Regions from separate parts of the Mus musculus genome. Here all the other regions are linked to region 4. Evidence: chromatin contacts called from public Micro-C data. All regions are on one chromosome and are shown on one strand. The core of a region is the stretch at or near the end of the contact, and the rest is flanking DNA. Distances in the headings are between cores, read along the strand shown.

Region 1 (3,091 bases), core at 362-2,861, 5.5 Mb before region 4:
CTGCTTAAATCCATAGTTGGTTGTCTAGGGAGGGAGCCTTTATGTGTATGAGTTGGCAGTCTGAGGGAATGAAGCTCTGAGGAAGAGCTTCCTAAGTCAGCTCCCATGGAGAGGTTCTCCCAGAACACCTGTGTGCATCTACGCGGAGGTGTGTGTGTGTGTGTTGTGTTGTGTGTGTGTAAAACATTTGATCAAAAAATACATTCATAAAATTCTGCCTTGTTATCTATTGGAACCAGGTATCAAGGTCATTAACTGCCCAGGACTCAGCATCCTTGGTTTTGATGGCTTCTTTCATCTCTCTGGCTCTTTACTGTACTTCTTTTCAGTAGGGCGAGGCTGAATTTTCTCCTCCTCCCTTCTTGATTCTGGCAAACAAAACCATTCTACCACTTGAGCCATCTGCCGCAGGTGTAATGGATGGCAGGGGGCCCCCCCCGACCTAACTACACCCCAGTCTCTTCCAGGTCCTCACCTCTTGGCACCAAACAAATGAGTCCTGTTCTGCCGCTAGGGTGCCAAGGTGAATGGTGGGTGCTGGCTCCAGCCTTTGGCAACACTCAGTGCTTAGAAACTAGAACCAGCTGACAACACACGCAACAGACAGGCACCCCCCCACCCCAATCTGCACACAAATGGAAGATGCATACATAACACTTAAAAGCCTTTTTGATTCCCTCTTAATTCTTGGTAACTTCGAGCTGTCTTACTCATTACATATAGACGTCCCCCCCCCCCCCGAGTGTGTTTGCGTGTAGGGGGCACGCACGAATGTGCGTGTATATTTAAATAACGCTTATTGGTAGGTCAGCAGCAGCTGATCAGTCATGGTGATCCAATAATCTTTTTGACTACATACGAATTTTCGTTAAAGTCATTCTTTATAAAAGGAAAATAACAATATCCTGTACAATCTAGGGATCCTAGGTTAGAATCGAGGGGATAGTAGAACCAAAGAGCGCCCACCTTGCCAAACTTTCCCTTTTAAAGGTCTGAGAGAAGAATACTTTCTCACTTCCTGATACCAAAGCGTCACTTGAACGAGGGTATGTAAGGAGCGGAGGTGCAGGTCCGCATAGGGAGAGGGCTCTAGAAGTCACAGCCGTCTCGGATGACCTTAGCAGGTTGGGAAGCAGCCCTAGGCGGGAGCCTGAGCCACAAGCTAGCTACAAGGCGCACTGGCACCCATTTATTCTGGAACCCTTACGCTGTAGCCCTTCCCCGACCTTCACTCCATCCCAGTTTTAACCGCTGTTTGATTACCACCAGACTCTCAGATTTGGGCGGGGTCTGGACCCTTCCAAGTGAGAGCTCTTCGGGCCCCCAGAGTACTCACCTTTGGCGAGACCTTGGCAAATCACAGCCCAGAAGCATCAAGTTTCCACTCCCAGATGTACCAGAGTCCCTCCTGTCTTCCATTCACAGCAAGGCCTCTCTCTCCTCTCTCTCTCTCTCTCTCTCTCTCTCTCTCTCTCTCTCTCCCTCTCTCTCTACTTTCGGAAGCAAAACAGCTTGGTTATTCAGAGGAGGAAAGAGACACGAAAGAGTGGGGGAGGGTGAAAGAGAGAGGAAAAGAAGGGAGAGGGGGAGAATGGAGGTTGAAGAGGAGAAGAACCAGAAGATAGTGCGGGCGTTGGTAGAAGAGGAGGAGGAAGAGGTGGAGGGATGGGAGGGGTAGGGTGGAGTAACAGAAGATGGGGTGGGATGTGACCGCCAGGAATAAATTGCTCCCCACCCAGCTGCAGTGCGACGCCCCCAGCGTCTCTGGGGAGCTGGTGCGTCAGCTCCGGACTGGCCTAGGCGGGGCGGTACAAAAGCTAGCACCGCAGGACCCCCTGCGAGGGCTTCCACCCAGTTCAGCCAGCCCACGAGGCCGCTTCCCCAGGCAGCCTCCTTGCTCGGGCGAGGTGACTCTCCACGGCCTTCAAACCCTCCGGAACTTTTACTTCAGCCGGGGAGCCTAGCCATCCTGTTTGGTTTCAGAAAAGTGCGGAAGCCCGCAGGGCATCCTCACCCTCACTGGCGGCTTAACGCCGTGGCCTGAGCGGCTGCGGTCGGTTGAGTCCTGTTCCACCTCCAGCCCCGCTTTCCCAATGCCCGGGTTAAGCGGAGCCCCGACTCTCCGCTTGCCTCTGGGCATCTCTGCCTCTTCTATGCCCTTTCCTCTTCTTTCTTTCTTTCTTTCTTTCTTTCTTTCTTTCTTTCTTTCTTTCTTTCTTTCTTTCTTTCTTTCTTTCTTTCTTCCTTCCTTCCTTCCTTCCTTCCTTCCTTCCTTCCTTTCTCTCTCTCTCTCTCTCTCTCTCTCTCTCTCTCTCTCCCCCCTCCCCCTCTCTATATGTGTGTGTATTGGTGTGTACGTTTGTGTTTGTGCTCACGCGTGAACGCATGTGTGTATATAAGCGCGCAGTGCACGTTCTGAGCAAGAAAGAAGGTAAAATCTGGCACAAAAGTAGTTTTGGTCTCCTGCATCTTGAAGACAGGAGCAAGTTAAACGTATTTGACATTACATTTCGAAGTTTAAAAAAAAAAAACGAGGCTGGAGCACGACGGATCATTTAAACTGAGGTTTTACACTGCAAGGATCATTTATTATTGTTAAGTAAGATGAAAATAAGCTGAAAATGAAAAGCAATCAGTAGGGCAGAAAACAAGATATTTTGCCAACCGTCCGAAGTTGGGAGCGGTTGGAAAGGTTTTCCTGAGTAGGAACATCCAGGGTGGATAAAGGTGGAAGCCACAGATTCACACAAAACCGCTTCAGTACGTGATGGGATTAGAAATGGGACCGTGCTTTCCGACACAGACAACCCTTTAGTTCTCTGTTAACCGCATTAAACCAGCCCCATACAATGATTTCATGGACGCCTTTAATGCACAGACACGGGGGAGTCACGGAGGGTGCACGCGGTCGGTTTGAAAAATTCATAAAGAGAAAAAGTTTTAAAACATCGATATCTAAACACTCGAGTGCGTTTTTTCTCAGACAATCATACCTAAACACAGTGAGCCCCCCCCCATCTTCATTTCCTTGCTGATCTCTAGATGCGACCTTGTACAGTAGGCCGCTAGGTTCCACATAATTCTACTTACA
Region 2 (3,368 bases), core at 167-2,666, 6.2 Mb after region 4:
TTGCAGGAGACACCAGGCAAGCAAGTGTGCCTTAGCTGGTGTCCAGGGTCCCAATGGCCCTGGACAGCAGCATTCCAGTATGCATGTTGGGGCTCTCTGTCAAACCTGTCACTGTACCCCTTAATTCTCTGAGTCTGAAATTAGACCCTGAAGGTGAAGCTCCACCAGCACCGTGTGATGTGACACACTCAAGCCTCTGCCACATTATAGACAGCAGCAAGAAACGAGGCACTAGGAGTCTCTGGACATTTTGGTTCTGCACTTCCAATACCAATCTAGGGCACCATGAGCAGAAGCATCTTTCTCTGGTCAGCCGCACTGATTGAGAGAGGAGAGAGGAATGAGCATTTCAAGTCTGCCCTGAGAACAGAGCAGCCAGGCCCCTGGCTTTCAAATTGCCTGGTTCTTATTTTCCCAGCGTTTGAGATAGGAATTGGGCGGGGATGGGGGGGGGGGGTGTCGTGGGAGACTCAAAGACAGGGGACTGGCGGCTGTCCTGTCCTGTTGGACTGGCTAGTCGCAGCGCCACCTCAGGTACCTGAGCTCCACTCGTGTTGACTCTCCGCGTCTGCACACCTAGTGGACAAACGCAGGAGCCCAGGCCTTTCAGGCTTCTCCCAAACTGGAAGAGGGTGGTAGATGACTGTGGGCAAGATTTGCCAGTTCTTTTACCTTGCGAAGGTCCTTCCCCTCCTACAATTCTTTCCCCCACCCTCTAGGAGCTCTCCTCCGCTAGGCAGCGACCTCTCAGCTGGCTTGCCCATTTTAAAAGTTTTTATATTTGGAGAAGCTGACAGAGCGCGGCCGGCCACAACCCGATTCTCCAAGTGCAAGGGGGGGGGGGCAGCAATTTCCAGAGTATCTGTTGATACCAAGTGGGGCCAGAGAGACGACGCACCCTGTATCCGAGGTGTCAAGCCACGCGTAGATTTATCTGAACACTTCAGCCAAATATGTCCCATGGAGGTGCTGCAGAGCCAGCCACAGAGGAAAGGCTGTTCGCTATAGACTGTCCCCTGGCCCCAGGCCTCTTTCCCTGCCACCCCAGCTGTAGAAACGCAATCCCCGAGTTGCTTTTGTTAAAAGGGGATGGGGGAACAGATCTCCGTTGCAAAACCGGGTGTCAGACAGCTGTAAACCGGTGTCGACAGGTTGTCAAAAGCCGCGGGGGCTGGTTGGGAAGGAGCCTGCGGCCTCCGGACCCACACCAGCAGACGGGCCGTGCGCGCCCACCGGAGGAGGAGGTGGCCCGGCGGGCGCGGGGCACCACGTGCTCGCCGTGAGGGGCGGGAGCGGCCAGCGAGGGCGGGCTGGAGGCAGGGAGGGGGCGGGAGGGGAGCCAGGGGCGGGGCCTGTGCTCAAGGGGATGCCAATCAAAGCATCAACTTCAAATTGTGTCTGAGAGCCCCGCCGCCGAGCGGAGGGCGGCCGCCGCAGTCGGCGCGCGATCTCGGATACGGGCGCAGCCGGGAGCCGGGCGCCGCCAGCGAGCACTGGGCCGAGGAACAGCGAGCGGCCCCCGCCCCCGGGCCGGCCGGAGCGCGCCCGGCCCGCGGCCCGCAGCCCCCGAGTCGCGCCTCCTCGGATCGCCAGCCGGTCTTCTTGCCCGCGCAGTTAGTGTTGCCCTCCGCCACCACCGAGCCCGCGGACATGTCCTTCCCGCAGCTGGGCTACCCGCAATACCTAAGCGCCGCGGGCCCGGGCGCCTATGGTGGAGAGCGCCCTGGGGTGCTGGCTGCGGCCGCGGCTGCTGCGGCCGCCGCCTCGTCGGGCCGTCCCGGGACTGCGGAGCTGGGAGCGGGCGCGGGAGCGGCCGCGGTCACCTCGGTGCTAGGCATGTATGCCGCGGCGGGACCGTACGCGGGCGCACCCAACTACAGCGCCTTCTTGCCCTATGCCGCGGACCTCAGCCTCTTCTCGCAGATGGTGAGTGCTCCCGCCTCCCGCGCGTCCTCCTGGCCCGCACCCACGGGAGATCACCGCGCCTGGGGACATCGGGAGCGGCTGGCCCAACAGAGAAACAGAGGATCCGCAGGCAGTGTCTGGGAAAGGAACGAGAAGGGTCCTGCAGAGGGAATCCGGTGGCGGAGACCTCTTTCCCTGGGGACTCGGGAGTGCCCAGAGGCCCAGGCAGTGACCACTGTGGTCTTGGGAGGTTGGAGACCGGAGTCGAAAAGCGGGTTGCGCGCTAGTGGAGAGAAGCCTCCAGAGAAGGCCTGAGACCGCGGCAGGCTCTGGAGGTCCCGGGCAAAACCGCCAGGCTCCTCCAGTGCGACAGGGCAGGCCCGCCGGGCCCCCTCAGCCAGGGCCGCTTTACTAACACTGCCCTAACCTGGCGGCCGGCCTCGCCTGAGCGCCGCAAGAGCTTTCCCTTGGGCCCAGAAGACCTTCCTTCTCCCTCTTTGGCAGAGCAGAGATAGTTGCCCTAGACTTTGCCAAAAGGAACCGGTTAAACCTAGCGGAGTCGATCAAAAACATCCCAACAAACAATAGACATCAGCAGAGCAGAGAGGTCTCTTAATGGAGTGTGTAGGGACCATAGGAATCGGGGCTAAGAAATACTAAGTTGACATAAATTCTGGCTTCCGAAACGGTGTTTGCCTTTACTTTCGTAAGTTGCCAAACTTTTCATTTGAGCCGAAAGAAAAGCACTTTTCTTCCCGTGTTACATAAGGGAGAGTTAAAGGAACAGTGTCCCAGAGCTTAAAATAAATGGTGCTCTCCGATCTCCTGTCCCAGTGGGTGTCAGATGGGGGTGTGTGTTTAAATTTAATTCTCCACAGGAGTATTGGCCTGTCTGTCCTTCCGAATGATCACTTTTCCTTGGTTTAACGGAAAGGTCGGGCTGCTTAAACTTGAGGCCGCTAGCAAATTGCGAGGCGGGCACTGGTTTTTGGAAGGCAGCCCCCTGCTGCCCTGCTATCTTCTGGATAGAGCAATTTCCAAGAACCCTGAATTATCCAGTCTCTGGCAAAACAGACCAGACCAGACTCCTTTAAAAGGTTGGCCTCCAACTGTGCAGAAGCAAAGCGGCTAGCGCGATTTTCCGAACTTTTCTTGTAGTTTAGAAAGAAAGCCTATTTCTCAGTGGTCCGGCCAGCCAGTTGCCTTTCGGATGCTTCCCAACCAGGAAGATCAACCCCCATTTTGTTCGGACAGCCAATATGCCCCGGGAGCGATGAGAGATTTACAAGGTGCCCTTTCAAAAACAATTCCCAGCAGAGACGAGGCCGAATTTCTACTTTACGATTACAACTAAAATAATCTTGAAAAACGAAATGTACATTTTACAATGGCGAGGCACAAACGAATTCGGGCCAAAGAAGCCTCTTAGGCGCGGCCTCGATCGCTAAACTAATTAGCCAAAG
Region 3 (3,562 bases), core at 5-2,504, 5.6 Mb after region 4:
TTAACGTTTAACTAGGAGAGGTTTGTAACCTTTTCCCAAGGCCTGGTTCCTACCCAGGGAATTCCACCTAGAGCAAACCCCCTCCGCCCATACACAATGTCTTCACACACCCCAAAACTGCCAAGACCCGCTCTGGCGGGGCCTGTTTTCAGAACTCAGAGATGCTCAGACAGATCCCGGATCTACGGAGCTGGAACCCATAGGCCTACTACGAACTCTGGCAGCACTTAGCGGGTCCCAAACCCGTTAACACATTATTTTTTTTTCCCTGAAAGCCGGGTCAGCGAGACAGAAAACGGCCAACACTAAAGAGCTTCGGCCTGGGTCTAGGGCGAGAGCCACAGGCTCAGCCTATCCCCACCCCACCCCCCCCCCACCCGCATCCCCACCCCCCCACCCCGTGACCCCGCCGCCACCAGTCTGGCCAAGAAACCCAAAGCTTGCGGCATTGGCCCTAGAGGCCTGGGCAGCCGGGGCCCTCAGCTTGGAACCACGCGGAGAGCAGTGGACAGATTTCGCAGCCCCAGCAATCGGCACGCGCGGATTAGAGATTACTCTTGGCCCAGGCACGGGTGGAGTAGCACTTCGCACGAGCTCAAGGGAAATCAGCCTACGAGCTCTGCAGGTCAGTCCCGTCCCTTGTTTAGTGCGGCAACGGGTGCTGGTGACTTTGGAGCTGCCACCCGCAACGCGTCCCCAGCGCTCAGCTCAACTCACTCCCTGGTCCGGGTCTCCCCAGCCCCCACCCCAAAGCAGTTACCACGTAGGACGGGAAGCCGGCAGCCGCGGCGGCGGCGGCGTCCGCCGAGTACTGCAGCGGGCTGCCGAAGCCGGTTGCCGCCTGCGCTGTGAAGGCCGCCGAGCCGGGGTACGGGCTGAACGCGGAGCCCGACGCCGAACGCGCCAGCTCCTCGCTGCGCGGCGCCGCCAGCGCGGACGCGCCGTACGCGGGGCACGAGTAGAGCGCCAGCGAGCCGGGCGCTTGGTACAGGTAGCCCTGCGGGTAGGACATGGTGGGCGCGGGGCGCGGGGCCCGCGTCACACGGAGCAGCGGGCAGCGCGCGCGGCGCCCTCCATCCACGCCCGGCCGGGGCGCACCGAGGCCGCGGGCCGGAGCAGGCTGGGCTGGTGGGCGCTAGGCTGGGCGCGGGGCTGGAGGATCGGCGGGGCGGCGGTAGCGGCAGCGCGGAGCCGGTGGGCGCAGCCGCGCGCCAGGCCGGCGGTCGGGATTTGGGGGAGTCTGCAGTCAGGAGTGAGGAGTTGAGGAAGGAGCGCTCGAGTTTCCGAGGGACATTGGAACGCCGAGCTGTCCGTCACACTCTCATCTGCATATTCTGGTGCCCGCCCCTCCCCTGCTCCGCCCGCCGCCGAGGCCCCGCTGAGGCCGGGGGAGGGGCAGAGAGCGGAGGGGTGGGAAGTGGAGGGGAAGGCGGAGGAGTGGCAGCCAGAGGCTGGAGGGAGGGACGTGCAGGCTTTTGTCGCGCAGCGGCCTCTCTCCACTCCCGCCCCGGCCCGCAGCCTGCAGCGGTGAAGCCCAGCCTGGCCAAACTGGGCGTAGCGCTCACCCCCTCCCACTGGCACATCCTCTCAGCCACGTCCGCGCACCCCGCCGCCGACTCCCGCCTTGGCCCAGCCACCTTTCTCCTTCCCGGGGCCCCATCCGGGCACTGCCGGCGCTCTTGCTCGCCTAGCACTGGTCAGCAAAGGCCTCCTGCAGTCGGGCCAGGTCCGATCCACCTGGAGAACATACGGATCGGGCACCCCTCATCACCCTGAAGATAGCAGCCCAGGTCGCATGCGGTGTCCAGGGCAGACACCGCAGGGAGATGGAGGGCAGTGTGGAGACACCTGCAGAGTTGCCTGGGCATCCCACTTCTACAGTCCTCTGTCCGCCTGTACTCCAGGCTGAGGCTGCCCGTGTGGCTTCCCGTCCGGTCTCCTGCTCCTGGTGCCTGGGCTGCCAAGCATCTACCCGGAATCTGAGCGTTTCGGTTTGAAGCTGTGGGAGGCCCCGTGGTGAGGCTTCTGTCCAAGTCCACAGAGAAGATTTCAGGCCGTGTTAGGAACATCATGTCCGTTAACGTCTGGAACACGCCAGTGAGTGACTCGCTTCAACAAACGCCACTCTGGTCCAAAAAGAGTTTTTGTTTTCTTTTGTTAAGTTGAATGCCTGTTCGAAATTGGGGGAGAGGTTCCTGTCAGGAGAGCTGACTTGACTTTGCTAGAGTATCCACTGCCACTTCCCGAAAGGACATGGGCCAGCTTGTGAAGTGTCGCAGTCGTGAGGTGGTTCAGGTAACCTGAGGTCCAGGAGTTGACTCGCGGGTCCCTTGAGCCCTTAGGTCCCAGCCCCTAAACTTTCTCGACCATACCTGCTCCCTTTCCCCAAGTGAGGGGAGTCGATGGCCAGGATGGGCACTAGTACGCTGGATGTAAAGGAGCGTCAATGGGGGGCGCTTGGGATTCGTAGGGGTCAGGTGTGAGCTGGCCCGGGAGGGGGCGCCCGCCCAACAGGTGTCTCCTTGAAGCTTGCTAGGTAGAGCACGAGGACTCTGAAACCTGGCGCGCGGGCCTGAGCTTCCATTTTATTCTCGGTGGGCTCTGAAGCTAGTAGAGGGCGGCAGAGTTCTCCTGCCTGTGAGCGCCTGGCTTCTGCTTAGGCCTGGATCGTGGCGCTCCAGCTCCTGCAGCAGCCAGATCCGTGACACCGAATGAATGCTGTAGTCAGCCAGGCTGCTTTTTGTCTTGTCCAGGTCCCAGGGAACCAGGGATCAATTGTAGTGATGGACTGGAGACAATTTTTCCCGGGCAGGCAGGCAAGCAAATTTATCACTTTTGGTAGGAACTTTCCAGGCACTCTACTCAAACACTGCCACCACCATACACCCTCCCCTTATTGCCCCCCCCCCCGCCACCCCCCAGAACTTCTGAACCCCTTTCAGCAGTCTCGGTGCCTGTGCAGAGCCCACTCCCCTTTATACCCTGAGTTATTTACTGTCTAGCATCTACAGAAAAGACCCTGGGTGGGGCATACTCATTCAAGGGAGGGGGAGGGAAGGGAAGGGAAGGGAAGGGAAGGGAAGGGAAGGGAAGGGAAGGGAAGGGAAGGGAAGGGAAGGGAAGGGAAGGAAGAGGTCACCACGCTAGCACCCCAGAACAGGGCATCTGGGTGGAGCCAGATCAGTTTATTCAGACATTTTTGTTTTCGCAGGAAGAGATTCTTTTGGGAAGGGGCCCTAGGTGAGATGTCCTGTACTGGAAACAACCACAAGTCAGACTAAGGCTCTTAGCTTCCAATTAGGTTGGTTTCAGTCTTTTATATGAAGTATCTAATTTTTACCAGGAGAATGATTGTCCAGATCTTAATCTTTTCTAAAGATTAGTTTCCTGTCCTGGTTTCAATTTCAGTGGAGTTTACCCTACCTTTTCCTTGTGACTTGTGCCAGGTATGTATGGAGGAGAAAGCAGTGTGTGTTTATACATATATGTGTGTATATGTATATATACATATGTACGTGTATATACATAAGTATGTATATACATATACATGTGTGTATACACA
Region 4 (3,116 bases), core at 55-2,554:
TTCTACTAGTTGTCGCCCTTCCTCTTTCTCTCCCTCCTTTTCTCTTTCACTCCTTTCCTCTAGAAGAGAGAAGACTAAACTTGAAAAAAAAAGGAGGAGGAGGCACCCCTCAGTATTCTTCTTATCGTTATTATATATATATATGTATGTATATATATATATATATATATGATTTTTTTTGGAGGGAGGGTGTTGGTTCCCAGCTGAAGAGCACTTATTTAAAATACTAAAAAAAGAACATTTTTGGGCGATCTCCAGGGTTTTTTAACTAGCTCTGTGTGTTATAGCAGAAGAAGCAGAAGAAGCAAGAAAGAGGAAAAGAAGAGGATTATTTATTCGACCTACTTTGGATGTCTCTCTCGCTTTCTCTTTTTCCTTATTTTCTCAAGCATTTTCTTCTGATTTTTATTTTTTTCCTATTTCGCTGTGAATTCGTCGCTGGCGTGAATTATCTCGTATTTTTCTCCCCCTTCCGTCACCTCCCGAAAGAAGAAGGCAGAGAGAACCCGGCGCCACCCGCACAACAAAAAGAGCAAAGTGTGTGATCTTCCTCGCCGGCTGCCTCCCGCTCTCCAGCGCTGCCTTCCTGAATGGCTGGCTGCGTCCGGCCCTGGACCTGGCCCCCAGACACCCGAGCGCCCTGATCCTCGCCGGCAGCTTCGTCCCGATCCTGCTCGACTCTCCCAGCTCCCCGCACTCTTGAAACCGGGCGAGGGCTCCCGCCAGGACAGCGGCGGCGGCACGGGCAGCACCGGCCTCGGCTCGCTCTCGGGCTGCGGCCCCGACTCCGGCTCGGACTCCCGCCCGGGCCCGGGCTCCTCCAGCGGAGCACGCAGCGGCGGCCAGCTCCTCCAGCAGCGTCTGCAGCCGCGACCTCCTCCTCCGCGGCCGCCGCCGCCCTCGCCGCTTCCTCTATGTCGGCTCAGCCCGCGCTCTGCGCGTAGCCCCAGCGGCCAGCGGCCAGCGGGCGGGCGGGCGGGCGGGCGGGCGCCCGGCGCGGGTGAGCGAGTGTGTGTGCGAGTGTGTGTGTGCGCGGGGGTGCGGGCGAGGCGGAGGGCGAGAGTGTGCGCGCGCCGTGGCCCATGCCCGCCGCCCCCGGCGCTGCGCCCCGCGCCGCTCCCGGCTGCCGCCTGTGCCATTTCTGATTTTGCAAGTTGGGGAAGAAGAAAAAAGCGAGAGAAGGGAGCTCGCTCGCTGGGGGGTGGGGAGGGGGGAGAGAGAGAGAGGCCCCCCCAGGAACGGAGTGCGGGGGGAGCGGGCGAGGGGAGCAGGGGTGTTGGGGGGGGGGAGCCTGAGAGCCTGGGGGGGCTGCAAAAAGAGAGAAAGAAAACAGCAGGAACCACAACAAAACGCCAGCAGGGCGGGCGGGCGCGCAGCAGCAGCGGGGCGGCTGAGGCAGTAACGGCGGCGGCGGCGGCGGCGGCGCAGGCAGAGGCCGGTGCCCGGCTCGGGCTCGGCTCCGGCGACCCCGGGGCGCCCGGTGGGCCCCCCGCCCCCTCCCCCTCCCCCCTTCCCCTTCCCCTTCCCCTCCCAGCGCGCCCGCGCGCCCCGCGGCCCTCGGCGAGCAGCTCGGCTCCCCCCAGCGCTCCCTGGGCCCAAAGATATGGCAATGGTAGTTAGCAGCTGGCGAGATCCGCAGGACGACGTGGCCGGGGGCAACCCCGGCGGCCCCAACCCCGCAGCGCAGGCAGCCCGCGGCGGCGGCGGCGGCGAGCAGCAGCAGGCGGGCTCCGGCGCGCCGCACACGCCGCAGACCCCGGGCCAGCCCGGAGCGCCCGCCACCCCCGGCACGGCAGGGGACAAGGGCCAGGGCCCGCCCGGTTCAGGCCAGAGCCAGCAGCACATCGAGTGCGTGGTGTGCGGGGACAAGTCGAGCGGCAAGCACTACGGCCAATTCACCTGCGAGGGCTGCAAAAGTTTCTTCAAGAGGAGCGTCCGCAGGAACTTAACTTACACATGCCGTGCCAACAGGAACTGTCCCATCGACCAGCACCACCGCAACCAGTGCCAATACTGCCGCCTCAAGAAGTGCCTCAAAGTGGGCATGAGGCGGGAAGGTGAATATTTCTTCTCTGCTTCTCTCCCTGCGCTTCGCCCGCCTCCCTGCTCTTTCTTTCTCTCTCGCCTTGGTGCCTGTGGCTGTGGGGATGGGGCTTCTGTGGTCCCAGCCGGTCCGGGCTTCCCAGTCTTCGCTGCTTTCCTCCCCCAGCGTCCCCCCCCCCCCAGCTCGCTGCCGCTGCCTCCCCCTCCCGCCCTGCGCTCCTCTCCCCGGCTCCTCCACCCCGCCCGCTGCCTGCTCAAGATTGTGTCCCTGGGATCGTGAGCTGTAGCTTAAAAATCCCTCCCTTCCTCTGTTGGATGTGCTCCGTGTGTGTCTCGTTCCCGCTTGTGTGTGAGGATGCTTGGGGCTGTGCTAGCATGAACTTGGGAGGGGTGATGATTTTCTGCAGAAAACCGTTTCTCTCCGTGTGTGTTTTTGTTTTTTGGTTTTTTTTGTTTTTCCCATTCTACTTTCTCCTCTGCCTCATCGTACCTTTTATTTATAATGGGAGAGGACTGGGGCTGGAGGACCCTGAACCATAGATTCATTGCTGCCACCATCCTTTAGGAAGCTTAGCTTGGAAAAAGAGGAGTGAGATTTATTGCACTTGTAGGTCTAATTAGGGGGGAAGGGGGGCTTCTGGCCTGTTCACTGGCTCCCTCTCCTCTTCAGGGATCTGGGGCCGCCTCCTCCCGAGCTGTGGCCTTGTTTTCACCCCTATACTTTGAAAGGAAAGTTTGTGACTGAACCCTGCTTTCATAGTAGTGTCATTTTTAAAGCTTGATACTCGTTTTATTTCTTCATCAAACTCCACCCTCTGCTTAAATACTGCATACAAATTACAATTTACAACGGCATTTACCGATCCTTCTGATCTGGCTATAATGCACAGACTGCAGCTGGCTTGAGCTTCTGCATCATTTAATCGATGTGTGAGATTTTTTTTTTATTAAGCACAACTTTTGATGTTTAATTTGGATATGCTTCATATTCATGTGGCATGAGATGGAACACTTTTCTTACAAATATATTTAGCGGTTTATAGTTAAAGTTTATCTCCTGGCAATCATTAAAC

What was found. A called contact is a pair of places that touch in the nucleus more often than the background predicts.
Region 1: a contact with region 4 is called in a Micro-C map of embryonic stem cells, with 18 times the contacts expected there. The contact joins the promoter of C130071C03Rik here to the promoter of Nr2f1 in region 4. A contact is called at or near these places in 1 of 39 promoter capture datasets (embryonic stem cells) and 4 of 484 Hi-C or Micro-C datasets (brain, cerebellum and embryonic stem cells).
Region 2: a contact with region 4 is called in a Micro-C map of embryonic stem cells, with 28 times the contacts expected there. The contact joins the promoter of Irx1 here to the promoter of Nr2f1 in region 4. A contact is called at or near these places in 1 of 39 promoter capture datasets (embryonic stem cells) and 3 of 484 Hi-C or Micro-C datasets (all in embryonic stem cells).
Region 3: a contact with region 4 is called in a Micro-C map of embryonic stem cells, with 18 times the contacts expected there. The contact joins the promoter of Irx2 here to the promoter of Nr2f1 in region 4. A contact is called at or near these places in 2 of 39 promoter capture datasets (both in embryonic stem cells) and 7 of 484 Hi-C or Micro-C datasets (embryonic stem cells and epiblasts).

The regions. Positions count from the first base shown.
Region 1 is chr13:83,719,901-83,722,991 of GRCm38.p6, reverse strand. C130071C03Rik (RIKEN cDNA C130071C03 gene) reads right to left here and starts at 1,611. Exons shown (of 4, transcript NR_152245.1): 1 at 1,337-1,611. It overlaps Gm52046 (a long non-coding RNA gene), which reads left to right and starts at 1,337. Exons shown (of 2, transcript XR_003950632.1): 1 at 1,337-3,091.
Region 2 is chr13:71,961,771-71,965,138 of GRCm38.p6, reverse strand. It overlaps Irx1 (Iroquois homeobox 1), which reads left to right and starts at 1,416. Exons shown (of 4, transcript NM_010573.2): 1 at 1,416-1,926. The coding sequence starts at 1,651.
Region 3 is chr13:72,626,512-72,630,073 of GRCm38.p6, reverse strand. Irx2 (Iroquois homeobox 2) reads right to left here and starts at 1,254. Exons shown (of 5, transcript NM_010574.4): 1 at 761-1,254. The coding sequence starts at 1,012. It overlaps Gm20554 (predicted gene, 20554), which reads left to right and starts at 1,510. Exons shown (of 1, transcript NR_030701.1): 1 at 1,510-3,562.
Region 4 is chr13:78,197,061-78,200,176 of GRCm38.p6, reverse strand. Nr2f1 (nuclear receptor subfamily 2, group F, member 1) reads left to right here and starts at 1,304. Exons shown (of 3, transcript NM_010151.3): 1 at 1,304-2,057. The coding sequence starts at 1,604. A830082K12Rik (RIKEN cDNA A830082K12 gene) reads right to left here and starts at 2,160. Exons shown (of 3, transcript NR_045195.1): 1 at 1,955-2,160.